2 separate regions of the Lactuca sativa genome follow, and region 2 is linked to region 1. A link is a contact called in public Hi-C data. All regions are on one chromosome and are shown on one strand. Each heading gives the region's core, a stretch centred on a gene start, on an enhancer-like site or on the middle of the called end of the contact. The rest is flanking DNA. Distances are from core to core; before and after follow the strand shown. Region 1 holds the start of LOC111914968 (L-ascorbate oxidase homolog). Region 2 holds the start of LOC111914969 (acetylserotonin O-methyltransferase).

Region 1 (5,433 bases), core at 410-2,909:
TTTCAAAGGATTTATAGGTAAGGTAGTTCTTAAATTTATTTTTAAGGTAGGTCATTAAAAATTTTCTATAGAAATTTTAGATAAATTAAAAAAATTAGGTAGGTCATCGGACCACATTAGTTGCACTTGGTCTCGTCCCCGTTTGGATCTGCAACCTAGAAGCACATTGACTTCCACAATTCCTCTAATATATTTGACCTAAATCGAAACCACCATCACCATTGTCACCTTCCTCTACAAGCTCCACCTCTGCGAGCTTCGTCAGTAGAAGCTAAGCCGCCTACAACTCATGAATCATATATGCATCCATCGATTTCATCAGGAAACTCTCGGGATTAGTCTATTTCATCAACTTTCGATATTCCTCCATCAATTTCAATAGAAACCACTAGTCTGATTTTTTTTAACGACGATTTTGGTGCAACGAACAGTAACATCCGATAGGGAAGTATGCGATAACACCCGGCGAACCCAGGTTCGATCCCTCCCCGAAGAGATAACAACAACATCCTTAGCAACACAATTTCCCATTAAGTGCTTCATTGCTTTGGCCACAGATAGAACTCGGTACCATTTCCCCCAAAACCACTGGGAGGGGAAAATCGGAGTGTGCCTCCACCCCGTTGAACTTGACCTCATTGAGACTAGTCTGATTTTGAAGGCGGTGTTGTGGTGGCCAACAAGAAGAAATACATGAAAAGAGGTAATGAAGTGAGTGCATAACTAGGGAAGATAATTCAACCATGAGAAAGAGAATTCTAAAGATATGAAGAAGAGGGGATAAAATGGGATGTGTAGGGTGTGGTGATCACCGGTGTTTTGATGTTCACCTGAGTTTAATGTTCGCTAGAGCTCATAAAGAGTCGGTATATGAGTTCATACATTGTTTGTCAGAGTGAAAAAAAAAAAACAGTATTATAATCTTTTTATGTCTGTCAGTGACTAAAAGCACAACAAAAACAAACTATAGGAACAATCTAAGTATTAAAAAAATGGTTAGATACCAAATACGCAGTTTTGACAAATCATATGGACAATTTCAATAATTGTTACTAAAATTGAAATGGGCTAAGTTAACAAAAAGCTAAGTACTTAGAAACAATGTTACTATATATATCTTTCGTTCATTCACATAAAAAAAATCAAACATACACATACTCGCCCGTTCATCACATACGTATAATACACCAAGCAATTAAAGGCTTAAATATAAAATAGACAATTAGAAATTGTTTAGGATATATTGAGTTTCATTTAAAGATTCAACTATCAATGTAAAATGTGCTTCTTAATAATCTTTAACATGCTAATTATCTTATATAAATCAACCCAAAACATACATAAAACATGTTTATAAGAAGAATACTCCACGAAATATATTTTCATCACCTTTTACCCGATTAATCATCATACTTATTCATTTTAATCACCAGCTGTAATATAAAAGGAAAAACTATTTATAACCATCGATATTTCTATTATATTCTTACATGGTGGCCCTACTCCTAATATGAAACAGATTATGGCATATCTTTTTCATAATATTTAATTAGCATTCATTTGAAAAGGTTGAATGTATACACGCACAAGTGGGTCCATGTGCTTCACAAAGACGACTCCTATATAAACACTATCCTTCAACTAAACTCTCCATGCAAAATCAACTTTCTCTACTTTCTCTCTCTATCTCTCACATTTCTCTCTAACCATCCTTGAAAATATGCAAAAACGTTACGGAGGATTTGTTAGGTCAAACTATTTGTGTGTAGTTCTTTGTCTTGTTGCGATTGTCAATGCTGAGGATCCGTATCGATTCTTTACTTGGAATGTTACGTATGGAGACATATACCCTATGGGCGTCCTTCAACAGGTAAAATTTCATAAGATTCTTTAATTTATAAATATTTTGTACGATAGTTCATCAAAAGTTCGAACCTTGAGTCGACTCCATTCTACCAGTGTTTGATAAAGACTGATCGATCATATATATGAACACTTGAATTTTGTATTTTGTCTCGCTGAGTTGACGCTTTTCGTGTCTAATTTTGCAGGGAATTTTGATAAACGGGCAGTTTCCAGGTCCGGAAATATATTCGGTCACAAACGATAATCTCATCATCAATGTCTTTAACAACTTGCCCGAGCCTTTTCTCATTTCATGGTAATCTCTCAATGCTGGATAACTTTTAATGCATAATGTATAATAAAAATAAGTGATGTAGAATGAATGTAGTGGACATTAAGATGTGTATAAAATAATGCATAATACGCAAACAAAAGTAATGCATTTAATTATATGATCAATGATGTGTGAACATTAGGAAATGATCATGTGAACATTCCTATTCCATATTCCGCGTTAATTACAACTATGTATGATGTTATTTTTTAATTATTCAATGTAGACTGATTACGACGTACGAAATGATGCTTTATGCTATATTATTTTATTTTTGCATTTTTGGCGTTTTAAATAAGAAAACAAGTTTAAGAATATGCCGATTAACAAATGGTAATTTATGATTGTTTTGTCAAGACAAATGACTTAACTATCTTTTTAATTCTTGCAAAGTTACTAATTTAACATTGATTCTAACGTGATTTTGTGTTCTTGAACACAGGAATGGCATACAACAAAGACGGAATTCATACCAAGATGGAGTTTATGGGACAAATTGCCCGATTCCACCTGGTCAAAACTTCACATATAAATTACAAGTGAAAGATCAGATTGGAAGCTTTTTCTATTTTCCATCTATCGGATTCCAAAAGGCTGCAGGTGGTTATGGAGCCATCAAAATCCTTAGTAGACCCCGGATTCCGGTTCCGTTTCCAGATCCAGCTGATGATTACTCTATTCTTATCGGCGACGCCTATTCAACGAATCACACGGTATATAAACTAATCACTATCTACATTACATTTAATCAAAGGAAAGAATAATTTTTTTTTTATCGATAATAAAAATGTTTTATTATATTATGTGTTACAGAGACTCGAGAAAATTATGGATCTCGGATGGAGACTTCCTTTTCCCGATGGAATCTTAATTAACGGTCGTGGAGATGGTGGCGTATCATATAATGTCGAGCAAGGTACATTATAATAACATGGATAAACTGATTATTTTGAATGATCATGTTGATACTGATACTGATATTGATATTGTATCAGGTAAAACTTATAGGTTAAGGATATCGAATGTGGGCCTACAAAACTCGCTAAATTTCAGAATTGAAAATCACACGATGACATTAGTGGAAGTTGAAGGGACCCACACCGTCCAAACATTGTTGTCATCTCTTGACATCCACGTGGGACAATCATACTCTGTTTTGGTCACTGCAGATCAAGCCCCTCAAGATTACTACATTGCAGTTTCCTCCCGATTCGCTACTCAAAACCTCAACACCACCGCCATCCTCCGCTATTCAAACTCCGGCAAGGCTGTTTCCGGCACACCGCCGCCACCTATCGACACTGACATCACCTGGTCATTAAACCAAGCTAGATCCATCAGGTAAACATATATCATCTTTCCCAACGGCTCAACATTTTTTGCGACAGTTTAATTAAGTTGTGTTCTAACATTTTGTTTATTTTCCAGGACTAATTTGACTGCTAGTGGACCACGACCGAACCCACAAGGCTCATATCATTATGGACAGATTAACATCACAAGAACAATTAAAATCACTGGATCTGCATCCATAATCGATCGAAAACAAAGATATAATGTTAACGGGGTGTCGTTTATTCAAGCTGATACGCCTCTTAAATTGGCAGATTACTTCAACATTAGTGGTGTTTTTAAGGTCGGGAGTATTCCCGATGCCCCCACAAATCAAAACCCGTATCTTGACACTTCCGTTATGGGTGCTGATTTTCGGGATTTCATTGAGATTGTGTTTGAGAATCGTGAAAATGTCATGCAAAGTTGGCATCTTGATGGCTACAATTTCTTTGTTGTTGGGTAATTTGCTTTTCTCAAGCTTTCACCTATGAAATACTATAGCGACGCTTGTTCTGTCACTAATAATGTTATTAACATGCAGAATGGATGGAGGGATATGGAGTGATACAAGTCGAAATGACTACAATCTTATCGATGCAGTCTCACGTTCAACTGTGCAGGTTAGATTCTTTTGCCTGAACTAGATACGATACTTGCGCTTTAGTTAATTGTACCGTACAAGTATTAAATACACCACCGAAACAAGGCTTTAAAGACAAGAAAAATGCTGGCAATTCATCATGGGTGTTATAATTAACGATATTAGTTACACTTGCTTTAGTCATTTGTTTAATTTGTGGTTTAATCGTTTATATATAGGTATATCCAAAATCGTGGACAGCAATATATGTTGCCCTTGATAATGTAGGGATGTGGAATATAAGAAACGAGTTTTGGGTGCGACAGTATCTCGGTGAACAGTTCTATCTTCGAGTTTATTCTCCGGTGATGTCAATACGAGATGAATATCTGTTACCCGAAAATGCACTTCTGTGTGGTCAAGCTGTCGGGAAAAAATCATGATTGGTCACAAATAACAAAATAATTGATCATATTCTTTGTCACACTTCATTTTTTTGTAAACATTTCAACAATGTATACTTAAATTTCTTTAATCATTTACAATTTACTCACTTCGTTATAAAATAAATACATGTTTCTCTTTTGTATTGTTATAAATTATATATATACATATACCAATTCATCGTTTGATATTATGTACTTTGAACTTATTGAAATAGACGTAACGACATGATATTAGGGTTTGCTTTTTCCATCAAATTATGATATCATCTCTCTTAATTTTGTATGACCTTCTCTTAATTATGTAATGACATGATATTGGGGTTTGCTTTTTCCATCAAATTATGATATTATCTCTCTTAATTTTGTATGACCTTCTCAAAAAAAAAAAAAAAGGATCTTGTAAAAATCGTTTTGCTGTTAAATTGGTGAAAGAAAAAACAAATTGGGGATAAGATTAATGGTGATTTTGTATTGAACATGGCGATGAAAATCATATATTGCTGATACAACTTTTCATAAATCAAAATTAAAAATTAAAAAAAAAATCTTAAATAAAATTAATGTATCTAGCTAGGTGATTGTACAAGTCTCATCCATGTTGCTTCATACATATAATTCACGGTTATTGCACCTAAAAAAACTAGTTTAAGTGAATTTTAATTCATGAATAGTACTTTGAAAAAACAATATTTAAAGACGAATTATATGTAAGTTTATACTTAGCTATGAGATAGTTAGTTAGTTACTTACGATAAAAATTGATATTTTAATAAAAAAATATTTAATTATCAATACATATCTTACACTTTAAACATTGATCTTAAAAATACATATACACTTACTTTACTTTTCATTTACTCTTTATTTCCCAATTAGGTGAAATGGTCTATATT
Region 2 (5,752 bases), core at 1,052-3,551, 150 kb before region 1:
CCAAAGTGAGACTTTATAAAGGGAATTTTCCCTTTATTACTACTGGATTGGGAAGCACTAGTGATGGATTGACTGTTACAGTAGTCAAAGATGGAGGTGAGACTTGTTTTTTTTGGTAGGATGGAATTGGAACGGAATCCCTGATTCCACAAGAATTGAAAAAAAAGTTGTTTGTTTTACCTGATGGAATGGAATGCTCTATAATTCAATCCAAGGAACTTGTAGGTGAATGGATGCTAGAAGCTGGGGCCCTTGTTTTAGTTAATGGTGGACTATGTTGCATTGAGGAATTTAATAGGTAGTACAATATTAAAAAAAACCCAAGTATTTTTATTAAATAAAGAAGTAAAAAATAAGATGTTTTGAAAACCTTTATATGAACATCAAAATGACAGCATGAGGGAACATGATAGAGCTACTATACATAAGGCAATGGAGTAGCACACTATAAGTATTGCTAAGGTATACAATTTACAAAATACAATATACCCTTTATCTTTTAAATAACTACAATTTTGATCCCTATCATTTCTTGGATGCTATTATATATTATTTATTTTCCCAATATCATGTCACAAAATATAATTTTTTTCTTGATAAAATTCAGCTTTATCTGTGAACACAACGTTATCTAGGCCTTTAATAAGCAGATTTAAATCAATAATGATGAACCTAATAGACCATATAATAAGGAAAATCACTTAACATGACATGTCATATATCATATATGATTGTATTAGCGGATTATATATTCAAAAAACTAACAACTTAGCAGCATTATCAAAGGTAATGCAAAGCCTTGAGGAAAGGAAGACCAAAACTAACAGTATTTCTTGACAAAAATAAAGCCAGTAGATTAATCTTTACTCTTTAACATGATTTATAAAGATTGGAGACGTAGTGTGTTAATTATCATGTCTGATTAAAAAGTATCAATTCCAACAATATATAAACCATCATTTAGACATTTACAAAAACATCCAAACACCATAAGGATATTTCATATGCATAATGATATATATGATAAAACACAAAAAGCGTAGAGAACAAAAGCAACAAGAAAACTACCCGAGATTTCCAATGTTATTGATGGGTTCCAAAAGCTGCAACTGGAGTTATTGTTGTTGTTGTACCTATTCAGACTACCCTAATTGTTGTTGCCCTAATTGCTGCTGCCCCTGCCAGATATTCACTAAACACACTGATTAATGGATTTTCTTAAGCAAACATAAGAAATTCTCAACAAGATATGAGAAAAACAAAGGATTTCAACAATTGAACTAATTTGTAAATAACAATTAAAGTAAATATGTGAATACTGTACATGAGTAAGCAATTATGATTATCAATGCTAAAACAAAATACCTTTTAATAAGCTGGGGAACTAGAAATGTGGGAGCAAATCGCATCCTAAGACAGCAACTAAGAGAGCAACTGTGAAATCATAAAAAATCACGAGTTAAGGATGGAGACGAAGGAACAAAAAAACACAGAAATATAGAGATGGGCACGAGCTTCAACACAGAAATATAGAGATTTGCTTGAGTTCTAAGCCTTGAATGAACGAGAAATAGAGATGGAGGCGTTACGGTTAGTGAAAGGGGGAAGACGGATCCTCAGACAAGCTATTCGATGAGCACCCAAGCTCCAAGAGAAATCCGAGACCGGAGACCGGAGACGACCAAACGCAATGGGATCCTAAGAATATAACCCTATGGGGTCGATCGATCGTCCCTATACCCACAAACAACATCGTTTTTTATTTTCCAGCTAAATAGATTAAAAATATATATTTTTTTGGGCATAGAAAGCTATGGGGACGACAAGTCGTCCCTATAGATCTCTAAAGAACACGCCAATCCCTTATTTTTCCCGCTTGCTTAACATGTTGAGACAACAAATCGTCCATATATCTTAAAAAGTCAATAAAAAATGGTCAACTCTATAGCGACGATATGTCGTCCCTATAGAAAGACTTATAGCGACGACTAATGTCGTCCCTATAAAACTCGTCCCCATAGGTGTTTATTCTTGTAGTGTATTGATTAATATTTCAACTCTTGGTATGCGAGTATTAACCGGATGTATATGTGTGCCTTTGTGTTAATGGGCCATTAGTTTGGTAAGGCGGTTGAGAAGAAATGAATTTTATTAATGACATTAAAGTATTCAATTTAAAAATAAAAAAAACAAACACACCTAACGTTAAACTATTCAATTTAAAAATAAAAAACTCCTGAATAAATAATTGAACATAAATCCCACCATGCAAGATTTATTGTTATTTAAAGGGACCTTGATCATCCTCACATTTATGCATTCAATTTAAGATTAAATATGTCTGCAGAAATTAACATGGAGAAAGTTGATTCCAAAGAAGAAGAAGCAGCCGCAAGAGAAATCTGGAAATATGTTTTTGGTTTCACTCCAATGGCTGTGGCTAAGTGCGCCATTGAGCTCGGTATACCCGATATCCTCGAAAAACAAGAAACCCCAATGCCACTTGCTGAACTTGCATCGGAGCTCGGGTGTTCATCATCCTCACTGTATAGGATCATGAGGTTCTTAATCCAGTATAAGATATTTCAAGAAAAACCCATATCAGAAACATCCCTAGGATATGCTCAAACATCTTTGTCCCGGCTTCTAACTAGGCGTGGAAAGCATAGTATGGCCGATTTTGTGCTTTTAGAGAGCAGTCCGGTGATGTTAGCACCATGGCAGAAGCTAAGTGCTAGGGTTTTGAGCAACAAAAACTTGCCTTTTGGGGCAGCGCATGGGGATGATGTATGGAAATTCGCAGCAGCGAATCCTGGACATAGTAAGCTTATTGATGATGCAATGGCTTGTGATGCTCGGGTGGCGGTCGGGGCGGTGATTGAGGGTTGTCCGGAGGTGTTTGAGGGGCTGAAGACGGTGGTGGATGTTGGTGGTGGTGATGGAACGGCTCTACGATTGATTGTTGAGGCTTGTCCATGGATCAAAGGGATTAATTTCGATTTGCCTCATGTAGTGTCGGTGGCTCCCGTATGTAGAGGTGTAGAACATGTTGGAGGTAACATGTTTGATCATATTCCAAAAACTGATGCTACTTATCTAATGGTTAGTGAATTTATTTGAAGTCTTTTAGTAAAACATACCTATTTAGTGATTGCTGATGAATATAGTAAAATGGAAAGGTGGTTGTACAAAATTTTCCAAGTGATAAACAAATATAAATAAAAAAACGAATATAAATACACATATATATGGACTAATGGAAAGTAAGAGTTCTTATTTATTGAATGAATTAATATACCATTCACCCCAAATCATGGATAGCCATCATCAAAGTGACGAGTGGTCACTCTGAATTAAACATTAGAAGTTAGTTTATAGATTTGATTCTCACATACTTTAATCTAGAAATAACGTGCCTTAATGAGAAAACACTATCATTAATACTTAATCAAACTTTCAAACACCCTCAAATCAGAAAATTTTTAAGTGCAATTTACAAAGATCCTTTTGGATATTTTTTAACTAATTTTGGTATATGAGGTGGGCTGGATAGATGCCCACTCTTATCGTGGGCCACCTTGGTTGAGTGGCGGGGTTCATTATGATTTGTAGAGCCTTTAGAAAGATTTAACTTGTTCCCCATTGATCATGTTTGAATATATATATATTGTAGAAAGTACTCCATGACTGGGGAGACCATGAATGCATCGACATACTAAGAAAATGTCGAGAGGCTATTCCTCAAGATACAGGAAAGGTGATCATTGTAGAGTCAATTGTTGGACTTGAAGAAAACCATGACTTTGAAGACGTGGTATTGATGCTTGACATGGTGATGATGGCTCATACAAGCACCGGGAAAGAACGAACTTTAAAAGAATGGTCTTACGTGTTTACTGAGGCTGGATTCACTCGTTACACTATAAAACACATTAGAACTTATCAATCTGTTATTGAAGTTTATCCATGAACCTCGGTCTTTTAATCTTCGTAAATAGTTTTTATTTGAGAATGACCTCTTTGGTTTTGATGTTTGTAATGATGTTTTGTTTTCCAATAAAAGTGTAACTTGTTTTCTAATACATGTAGACATCGTGTATTTATGATTTTTTTTTTTTTGTTGGGGACACTTGTGACATCTATATGACTGGTCCGATAAGATGGTCAAAATAACTAGTCGGGTTTTCGGGGTTTTGGACCATTTATTTAGTTTGGATATCGGTTATGTTGGCCCGGTTTTGTTTTTTACGGTTAGGTTTCGTAACTATATTGCTAAAGTTTTTTGATATATATATTGATTGGTAACTAAGTACGTAAAATAACTAATTTATAAAAATACCAATCGAGGCATATGGGGTTGATAATTGATTAACGATTTAATATAACCACAAATAATAACTTATCATATGTAAATGAGCAACCTGAGATTAAAGTGGGAAATTATTTATAAGTTAGTTAAAAGTTATAAAACAAAGAGAAAGAAAAAATAAGAAATATGTTTCTGTTTGGTTACCAACGAACCATCCCACATCGAGTTGGGTGAAAAAAATAGAGGATGAGATCAAATTATAAAAACGGATGTTTTCAAAGATTGAGGGCAAACATTATAATAATGTTTTTAGCCCATTTTTATAATACATAATATAGGTAATTGAATTGGCATCTGGGACACGTGGCCCCACATTATAAAGGGTGCGTCCGCCCCTCCATGCAGACTGGCAGACTGCAGTATTATAAAATGCTTAATTATATCCAATAACGTTCAAAGAGTTGGTCGTTTTTAATATTATAAAATGTCTAATAACTTTTGAAAAGCTAATTACATCGTTTTTAAAATCTGTAATAATGCATCACTTATGATTTGCTATCTTTTATATTGTAAATTACTTTTGATGATATACAACTTTATCCACAATATCTTTATTTTATATAAAGGAAAATAAGCTTTTCTGACATGTAAAAAGTTATATGCATCATTTTCATTATTATAAGATGTTTTATATGGTTTAATTAACGGTAAATCGGAATGTTTATATTGTAAGCAATCCCCCTTGGCCCCTACTATTTTCTTTGATTTGTATAATTTTATTAATAAAAGAACTAACAAGAAAATAGAACAAAGAACAATTGTAACCAATAAAATAAATTGCCTTTATATTTTTTCTATTTTTATGAACAAGGGGATCTAACAAGATTTTCGAAAAGATCGTATCTTTTCTAAAATATGTCATAAAAATTGGTTAAACACACCTGATTTTAAGATAAAAACCATTTTAAAGGTCAATACCATTTTGACTTAGGTTAAATAACCTCCAATATTAATTGTCTATATTTGATTTTTGAATTCTTTTTTCTTCAACTTTGACTTTAAATATTTTTATTTGTGTTATATATTACTTGATAAAACTTATAACAATAAAAAAAAATTAAAATACAATACATTTATATATTTTGCATCATGTATTATCTATCAAAAAACAAAAATATTTAAAGTCAAAGTTGAAAAATTAAAATTTTAAAAATCAAATGTGAACAATTAATTTGGGACGGAGGTAATACATATTATCATAATTCTCCCATTTTTACTTTTGATTTATTTGATCGAGACAATAATTTTATTAAATACGTTTTTACATCTTTACCTCTTCTAGTTAAAACTTATTTTCATTTTATATCCTTTTTTGTTTTGAAAAATTACTTTCAACTCTTATTACTTCAATTTAATACTAGTATATCTTAATATTTAAATATA

The links. Hi-C and Micro-C count contacts between places; a contact is called where the count stands out from the background.
Region 2: a Hi-C map of leaf shows a contact between it and region 1, with 6 times the contacts expected there. The contact joins the promoter of LOC111914969 here to the promoter of LOC111914968 in region 1. A contact is called at or near these places in 2 of 4 Hi-C or Micro-C datasets (leaf and seed).

Annotation. Positions count from the first base shown.
Region 1 is chr8:201,990,644-201,996,076 of Lsat_Salinas_v11, reverse strand. LOC111914968 (L-ascorbate oxidase homolog) reads left to right here and starts at 1,659. Exons shown (of 8, transcript XM_023910675.3): 1 at 1,659-1,870; 2 at 2,052-2,161; 3 at 2,622-2,892; 4 at 2,993-3,095; 5 at 3,175-3,520; 6 at 3,608-3,973; 7 at 4,056-4,134; 8 at 4,334-4,724. The coding sequence starts at 1,721. The coding sequence ends at 4,537.
Region 2 is chr8:202,142,829-202,148,580 of Lsat_Salinas_v11, reverse strand. It overlaps LOC111914969 (acetylserotonin O-methyltransferase), which reads left to right and starts at 2,301. Exons shown (of 2, transcript XM_023910676.3): 1 at 2,301-3,102; 2 at 3,674-4,082. The coding sequence starts at 2,338. The coding sequence ends at 3,970.